2 separate regions of the Drosophila melanogaster genome follow, and region 2 is linked to region 1. Evidence: chromatin contacts called from public targeted proximity ligation data. All regions are on one chromosome and are shown on one strand. The core of a region is the stretch at or near the end of the contact, and the rest is flanking DNA. Distances in the headings are between cores, read along the strand shown. Region 1 holds the start of lncRNA:CR44060 (long non-coding RNA:CR44060). Region 2 holds the start of Pino (Pinocchio).

The links.
Region 2: a contact with region 1 is called in a targeted proximity ligation map of the Kc167 cell line, with 2.2 times the contacts expected there. A contact is called at or near these places in 6 of 107 Hi-C or Micro-C datasets (the D17-c3 cell line, the Kc167 cell line, the OSC cell line and 1 more) and 1 of 7 datasets of targeted methods (the Kc167 cell line).

The regions. Positions count from the first base shown.
Region 1 is chr2L:848,821-852,213 of dm6, forward strand. lncRNA:CR44060 (long non-coding RNA:CR44060) reads left to right here and starts at 1,882. Exons shown (of 1, transcript NR_073684.1): 1 at 1,882-2,343. It overlaps drongo (drongo,), which reads right to left and starts at 2,251. Exons shown (of 5, transcript NM_057891.3): 1 at 1,079-2,251. The coding sequence starts at 1,248. CG4291 reads right to left here. Exons shown (of 4, transcript NM_001272917.1): 3 at 2,898-3,393; 4 at 2,431-2,839. The coding sequence ends at 2,623.
Region 2 is chr2L:1,127,192-1,130,584 of dm6, forward strand. It overlaps Pino (Pinocchio), which reads right to left and starts at 1,762. Exons shown (of 5, transcript NM_164405.2): 1 at 1,613-1,762; 2 at 938-1,154. The coding sequence starts at 1,154. It overlaps TBC1D23 (TBC1 domain family member 23), which reads left to right and starts at 2,125. Exons shown (of 3, transcript NM_134725.2): 1 at 2,125-2,314; 2 at 2,628-3,393. The coding sequence starts at 2,298.

The sequences.
Region 1 (3,393 bases), core at 632-3,131:
GGCCAAGCGGAAGTTTAAGAGCAATCATGTAATGTGCTTGATCCGGAAATGCGTAAATCAAATGAAATGCAGTGTCGGCGGAGTGGTAATACATATATGACCCCAATTTGGCCATAGTGCTCACAAATCAAAGCCAATTTGCCAAATTACTTAGAGGGGCAAAAATAAAAAATAAACTGAGGGGCGCCAAGGACACCCACAACTCAACCGCCAGGTGGGCGGCTCTCGAAAACGTCTCCCCACGGAAAAACACGAATAGAAAGCGACGCCGGCGAAGACAAAACAATTTCGTTCGCCGCGATGTCGCGCAATTGAAAGTTTTGTCTTCGATTTGCATTTGCATTCAAAAAGGAAAGGAAGCCAAATTGTGCGAAATTGTTCGAAATTGTTGGGGAATTGCTTTCGCTTTCACACACAATACGAAATAATAATGGGGGGCGGGATCGGACATTGCATCGATCGATCGCAAATTATCGGTCACTCCACTCGGGCACAGATCCCAAATGGACGTCAGGCGAGTTCAAATTGGCTGGGTTCAAGTCAAGATAACACGGGAGACCAAGAAAGGTCCACGGATCGACGTTGATAGCTCTCAATTTGCATTTCTATTTTTGGAAACACTCAAGGCAATATTTTATATGACTCCTAAACGCAGTGGGGGTAGCCCATTTGGCAGTTATCAGAATATGTATATAGGTAGCCAGCTTTTTGATAAAAAACATGTGTGAATTCAACCAAAAGCCATTCAAGAAAGCCATAACCATAAATGTCGTATATCTGGATTCTTCTTGTGGAAGATTTTAAGAGATTTGTCAGTTCATAACCCACCATCCTTATTCTACAAATCTCAAGCTAGATCAATCTGTGCATCGGAAATTGTTTGAAATATTTTCCAGAGGTATCTTGAATACCTGGTAAACTCAAAGAGACAACCAAAGAAATAACTAAAATATGAATAGCCAAGTTACAGTTACATTCTCATAACAAAGGTCACCTAGCAGGCGACTTATGCCTAATTCCTGGATCTACCCTACATTATCCCAGACTAGAAAACAACAACAAGAAGGCAAATACTTACAGGACTCCGGAGCAGCGGGTGCAGACAAAGGATCCGATGGTCATGTTCACGTAGGTTGGTCCTTTTTGGCCGCAGTCGAAGCACTGCCGATTGCTCCCCGTCCCGCTGGCCACTAGTTCCCGCAGGGCGAGCAGGTACTTGTCGTCCTGTTTCTTGCGCACCACCGCCATTGTCGCCGTCTCTGTCGCTCCCTTGGCCGCCGCCCTTTGTACCGCTTCCGGTACTACTGACGTCGACGTTGTCGTTGTTGTTGCTCCTGCTGCTGCGATGAGCGGCCTGACGGAGGGTCCGCTACCTGCGCGCTCCTCCTCGGATTCCTCCGCTTCCGCTTCGTGGCTCTGAGCCCGATCCTCGTCGGATCCAGCTAGCTGCTCGGTGTCCGAGGGCAGCCGCTCCTCGGGGGGCGGGAGTGGGTGGTGGTGGGTGGACCGCTCGGCCGCGTAGGGCGCAAAGGGGGCGACGGCGGTGCGGTAGGAGGAGGCGGCGTGGGGCGCGGAGCTGTTGTAAGCGTACACGAACTGAATCTTGCCTGATTTTTTGAATTCTTTCGGGAATTGGTATCGTTTACTTTCTGCTCCAAATTGACGTAAATTTCCGCTGTTATCGTTTTTTGCCTATCGTAATGGCTGGCTATCAGGATCGTTTAGGGAATCAAAAATTTTTATCGGGAATGCGAAACTGACGTAATTCCCCTTCCCCTCTTCTAAGCTTTCCTTTCCTTTTCTTTACGCAATTTTTGGCTTGACCTTTCCTCTCCTTCGACGCACACTCACACACTCACTTTGACACTCACACTGACAGGTGTGTGTGTGCGGTGCGATTTATCGAAAACCACTTTTCCGATTGCCCGTGTTATTGTTTACTTTTCACTTCTTCGACTCGCAGAATTTCGCTTCAATTCAATCTATTTACACCGAGTGCCGCTGCAATTGCCACACAGATTTCAGATTTCAATTGAAATTTCGACGCTGCGAATGCACTCGCCACTTTTGCTGCTTCCCCTTCTCCTTGTTTGTTTGCAGTGCGGATTCGAAGACGAGTGGAAAACGAACAGCGAAACGAAACGGAACGAAACCAAACAGCACAGCGCACTCGAAACAAAATAGCGCGACTCGACTCAACACAATTCCGACGCAAATTCCGACCGCTCGCCTACAACAACAGCAGCAGAGTGACCGTTGGCGGACGGGAGAAACATACCTCGTGTTGCCGCTGGAAATGCACTAAAATTGGACGGAGCTCTAAGACCTAAATATGCCGCAACTAAAGCACAGACACACACCGATTGAACCTAATTCGATAACTGTTATCGAAATTTAAAACTTTTTAAAAAACATATTACTATTTAAAATGTTGGGAAATATTTATTGAATGCAAGTCGACTAAAGATAATAATAATTCTACAATAGCTATGTTTAATCTAATATTAGTTAAACGCATCTCACTTTTTAATTGGTATAAGCAAACACTTAAAAACCTAAACATTTCCTATGCCTAAACCTAACTAGTAGGTGAAATATGCACATAAGCACATGGAGTACTTCTTAATCCTCGGCGCGCTGGCGGCTGTTTCCCTTCCTGATGAATTTCCGCTTGAACGTGGCGGGCGCAGTGGCGGCTATCTCCTCATCCAGACCGCCAATCGTCTTTTCCTTGAACTTCTTGACTGGAGGTTCTGGTTCACTCGAGGCGGAAACCACGGGCGCAGCACTGTAGTAATCCGTTTTGGGTAGCTGCCAGTCGATGGGCTGCTCAGGTGCTCTACAAAAATCCATAAATTTATCAGTAAATGCATTTGAACCTAGTAGGAAGGCCCTACTTCACTTCCACAGTTTGCCACTGTCCAATCTCTTTGGTGGCCGCCTCTTCCTCCGTTTTGAATGTCTGACGCCTCTCCTCCTTCTGCTTCTTTTCCTTGGGATTGTCCGTCCTGCGGAAGGCTTTCATCTTCTCTCGGTTCACCCTCGCCACTTCCTCGTCGACATTGGCGCGGAATTTCAGCGATTCCTCGGCCTGGGAGATCTGCTGCTGGTCGATGGCCAGCTGGTTGATGCGCTCGTACTCCTCGTAGGACAGATAGCCCTCTTTCGGCGGCTTCCACACGGATTCATTGGTCTTCACGTTCCAATAGTAGGTGTGTCCCTCGTCCGACTTGCCCTCCACCCAGAGGGATGCCTCGGGCACGGCTGCGTCGCTTGTTACCTTGCCGGGAGCCACCCGCCTCTGGTCTTCTTCTTCGTCGGACAATCCTTCCAGGCGCATGGGGTCCACTTGGCGTGATCTTCCGGCGAAGGAGTGAGCTCCGCCTGAGGCGG
Region 2 (3,393 bases), core at 512-3,011, 280 kb after region 1:
GGATAAGGGAGTTCATTTGCAACTCTCATGGTGGGCGGCTCACACGCAAGTTTGGCTCCATAAGCCCTGCTCCACAGAAGCCTTTTATGGGCGACACGTGCCGGTTGTCGGTGGGGCAATATGCATGCAAAAAACAGCTCACGCTAGCACGCATAAGCCGGCAATGTTATTGTTTACCAAAATTGGGGAAAAATTCCACTTGAACTGCCGGGCCATCGGAAATGTTTGCACACTCTTTTGGCACCCATTCCGCAGCCGATGAAGCGAAGGAGAGGCATGATCGGCTGGAGAGGCTTGTCCGATTCGCTTCGATCCGATCCGCAGTCACATGACAAACGCGTGAATTGGGCGTTCTGAGTTCTGGGTGACAAGCGAAACGTGTGAATAGGCTAGTCGCACGACCCGCTTGTACGTCTAATCAGATGGCAGATAAACGGGCAAACGGGCAAAACAATTAGCCCCACTGGGAGCCCACTCTCTCATCCATTTCGAATGGTAATTGATGGATCGGCCAATTTTCGTGGGATGCGTACGGGTACGTGCTAAAAACAGCACGGAATGGTACTAATTTTAAATGGAACTCTTTGGGGAAGACAGAGTGTTGGCTATTCCGGGATTGTAAAATTGATGGCCCCTGCTTATAGGCGACCGACCCACTATCAATGCCATTCGAAGATAAAGCCGGAGTGTATGGGCATTAATAAAAGTGTACGGCAGTTTCCGCCCGATCGGACAAAAGCCGGGACTCCAAGAGACGGGAAAACCACTTGGCGATAAGCCGATGCAGCTAGTACAAAGGTGCGACTAGCGTTTTCCGCTGCTCAATTAGTGGGCTTCGCTACGGCTAATCGTAAATAACATAGATTACTCCGATGTCTAGACTATAAATATAATCGGGTGGCTAATTATATGTACGAACTCGCTATGGCGCACTCACCTATGAAGTTCAGCTTGTCGGTGGCCAGATTGCAAAAGTCGGGATCGTCCACATCGAAAATGATGCCATCCTCCCACTCGGTGACAATGTGAGACGAGGAGACGGAAACGGAAGTGGTGGAGCGTTGCTGCTGCTGTTGCACCAATGAGCTGTTGTTGTTGTTGTTGCTGCTGCTGCTGCTGGCGGAGATGTGGTTGTTGTTGCTGCCCGTTTTCATCTCCATAAGGGTAAGAGAAACGCAATTAGAGGATTCCTTGGCTAAGCAGATACGTGCTGGCATGCAAACAGCAAAAAGTACACACGTGGCTTAAAGCGCAGCTTGTGTTGATTGGCCAAGTGTTTGGATAAAGGGGGGTGGGGGGGTGGTTGATAACACAGTCAAGGGGGAGGGGAGCAGGCACACAGCTGTTGCACGCTTACCCCTCCCCGCACTTCTTACAACACTTCTTTGCACAAGTGCAACATGCAAATCAATAGATGCAAGCTAAATTTTATTTGGGTGAAGGCTACATGTGTGTGAGTGTGTGTTTGCATGCATGAGTGAGCAATTGCATTCGCTTCGTGTATTTGTTGCTGTTATTGCTTTTGCAAATTTTGTTTGGTCTCCATACATGTGTGTTTGCATGGAAATGCCTAAAATCTGTGTTACGTGTGCTGGCCTCTAAGCTCACTCACCTTTATACTAGCAGCACGCTCAGTCGACCAGCTTGAAGTTAAGTATCCAAATTTAGGCCAACGCAACCGAATTTTAAGTTAAATTTGGATAAAATTCAGGCAAAACAAAACTTTGCTTGCAAAATTGCTGGCAACTAGAGGTGGTCAGCTGTCGATTATCGTAGTTGGCAACACTAATCGATAGGACAGAAAGCGTTATGCATTTCAACTTCAATGTTCAAATGAACAAACTAAAATTTTCTATTCTCTTTTGATACCTGTAATATGAAAATAATATAGATAGTTTGCTTAGATCCCGCTGAATAACCTTATATATATATAACAATATAACTTAAATTTATTTTCTAATTTGTTATCTCAAATTTTAGCATTCTGACAAGTATCAAGTTTGTAATCATTTTTAACGATTTATTACAAATATCTTAATACAATTGTATTGTTAGTTCATATGCACACTGCCATCTCTAACGTGCGCCGTGGCAGACGTAAGCACCTCCCATCGCTATAAACGTAACCATCATAACGTAACCAAAATTCGATCAAAATAAATTTGGAATATCACAAAAATCATTATTCGCACCTGGAACAGAAAGAAAATGCACCAGCCTGGCCTTCTGCAGCTGAATAGATTGCACTAAGGCAGCATTTCGAATCCGAAACGTAGGAACTAGCCCACAGCGAAATCATGGAGGAGAATATGTGGTAAATAATAAACATTGGGTTGGGGCTACGTCAACAACTAAGATTAGTCAGAGAGTCTAGAGATTCAGCTCCAGCACCTCATTTTCTTTGGCATCCATCGCCTTTGGCTTTCTCGAACAGACCACCATTTGTTTCGCTGATTGAGTCAGCAGCTTGGTGCTGGGCCAGCGGGACGCGGAGCACCTGGGGGTGTGGGTGCTCCGCCTTATCAGCAGCTGGTTATTTAGACACGTTGACGTCCCCTTCACCCGTAGCATGAGCAGAACAAGTACCAAGCAACTGATTGTGATGGACATCCCTCTCTTGTATGCAGGATCATTGAGCTGGAGTCGGCACTGCTGGACGACTGCACTGTCAACGACATCTACGGCATATGCCAGGGCAAGGCTCTGCCGGAGGCACTGCGTCCGGACGTGTGGCAAGTGTGCCTGGATGTGCGCCACAAATCGGATCAAATGTCGCTCTTCAACGAGATCTACGACCTGCCCTTCCAAAGCCAACTGCGCGAGGATTGCCAGCGGCACGTCGATCGCATGGGCAACGATGAGGAGGACAAGGTCTCGGTGGTATCCGACCTCGAGTCCATCATCACCTTCTACTGCAAGAACAGAAACCTTCAGTATGAGCCGGACAACGGATGGATTGAATTGCTGCTCCCGCTGTTCGCCCTGAAGCTGAATCGCTCCGACACATTCAACCTGTTCGAGTCCATACGAGACACGTACATACCCAAGGGTTGCCGGCCCAAGGGCAATGTCTTTCATGTCTTCCGACTGCTCCTGCTTTACCACGATCCGGAGCTGTGCACGCTGCTGGACACCAAGAAGATCACGCCCGACTTGTACTCGCTGACCTGGTTCCAGTCGCTTTTCGCCTCCTGCAGCAGCCTGTCAGTGATCATTGCCATGTGGGACCTGTACTTTCAGAACGCCGATCCCTTCATGGTCTTCTTCCTGGCGCTAATAATCTTGATCAACGGCAGGGAGCAGATCCTGCAGATGAGGAGCTCGTCCAAGGAGGAGATCATCAAGTTCCTGAGCCTTATGCCGTGCGCCCTGGAGTTCGACGACGTCCCCGAC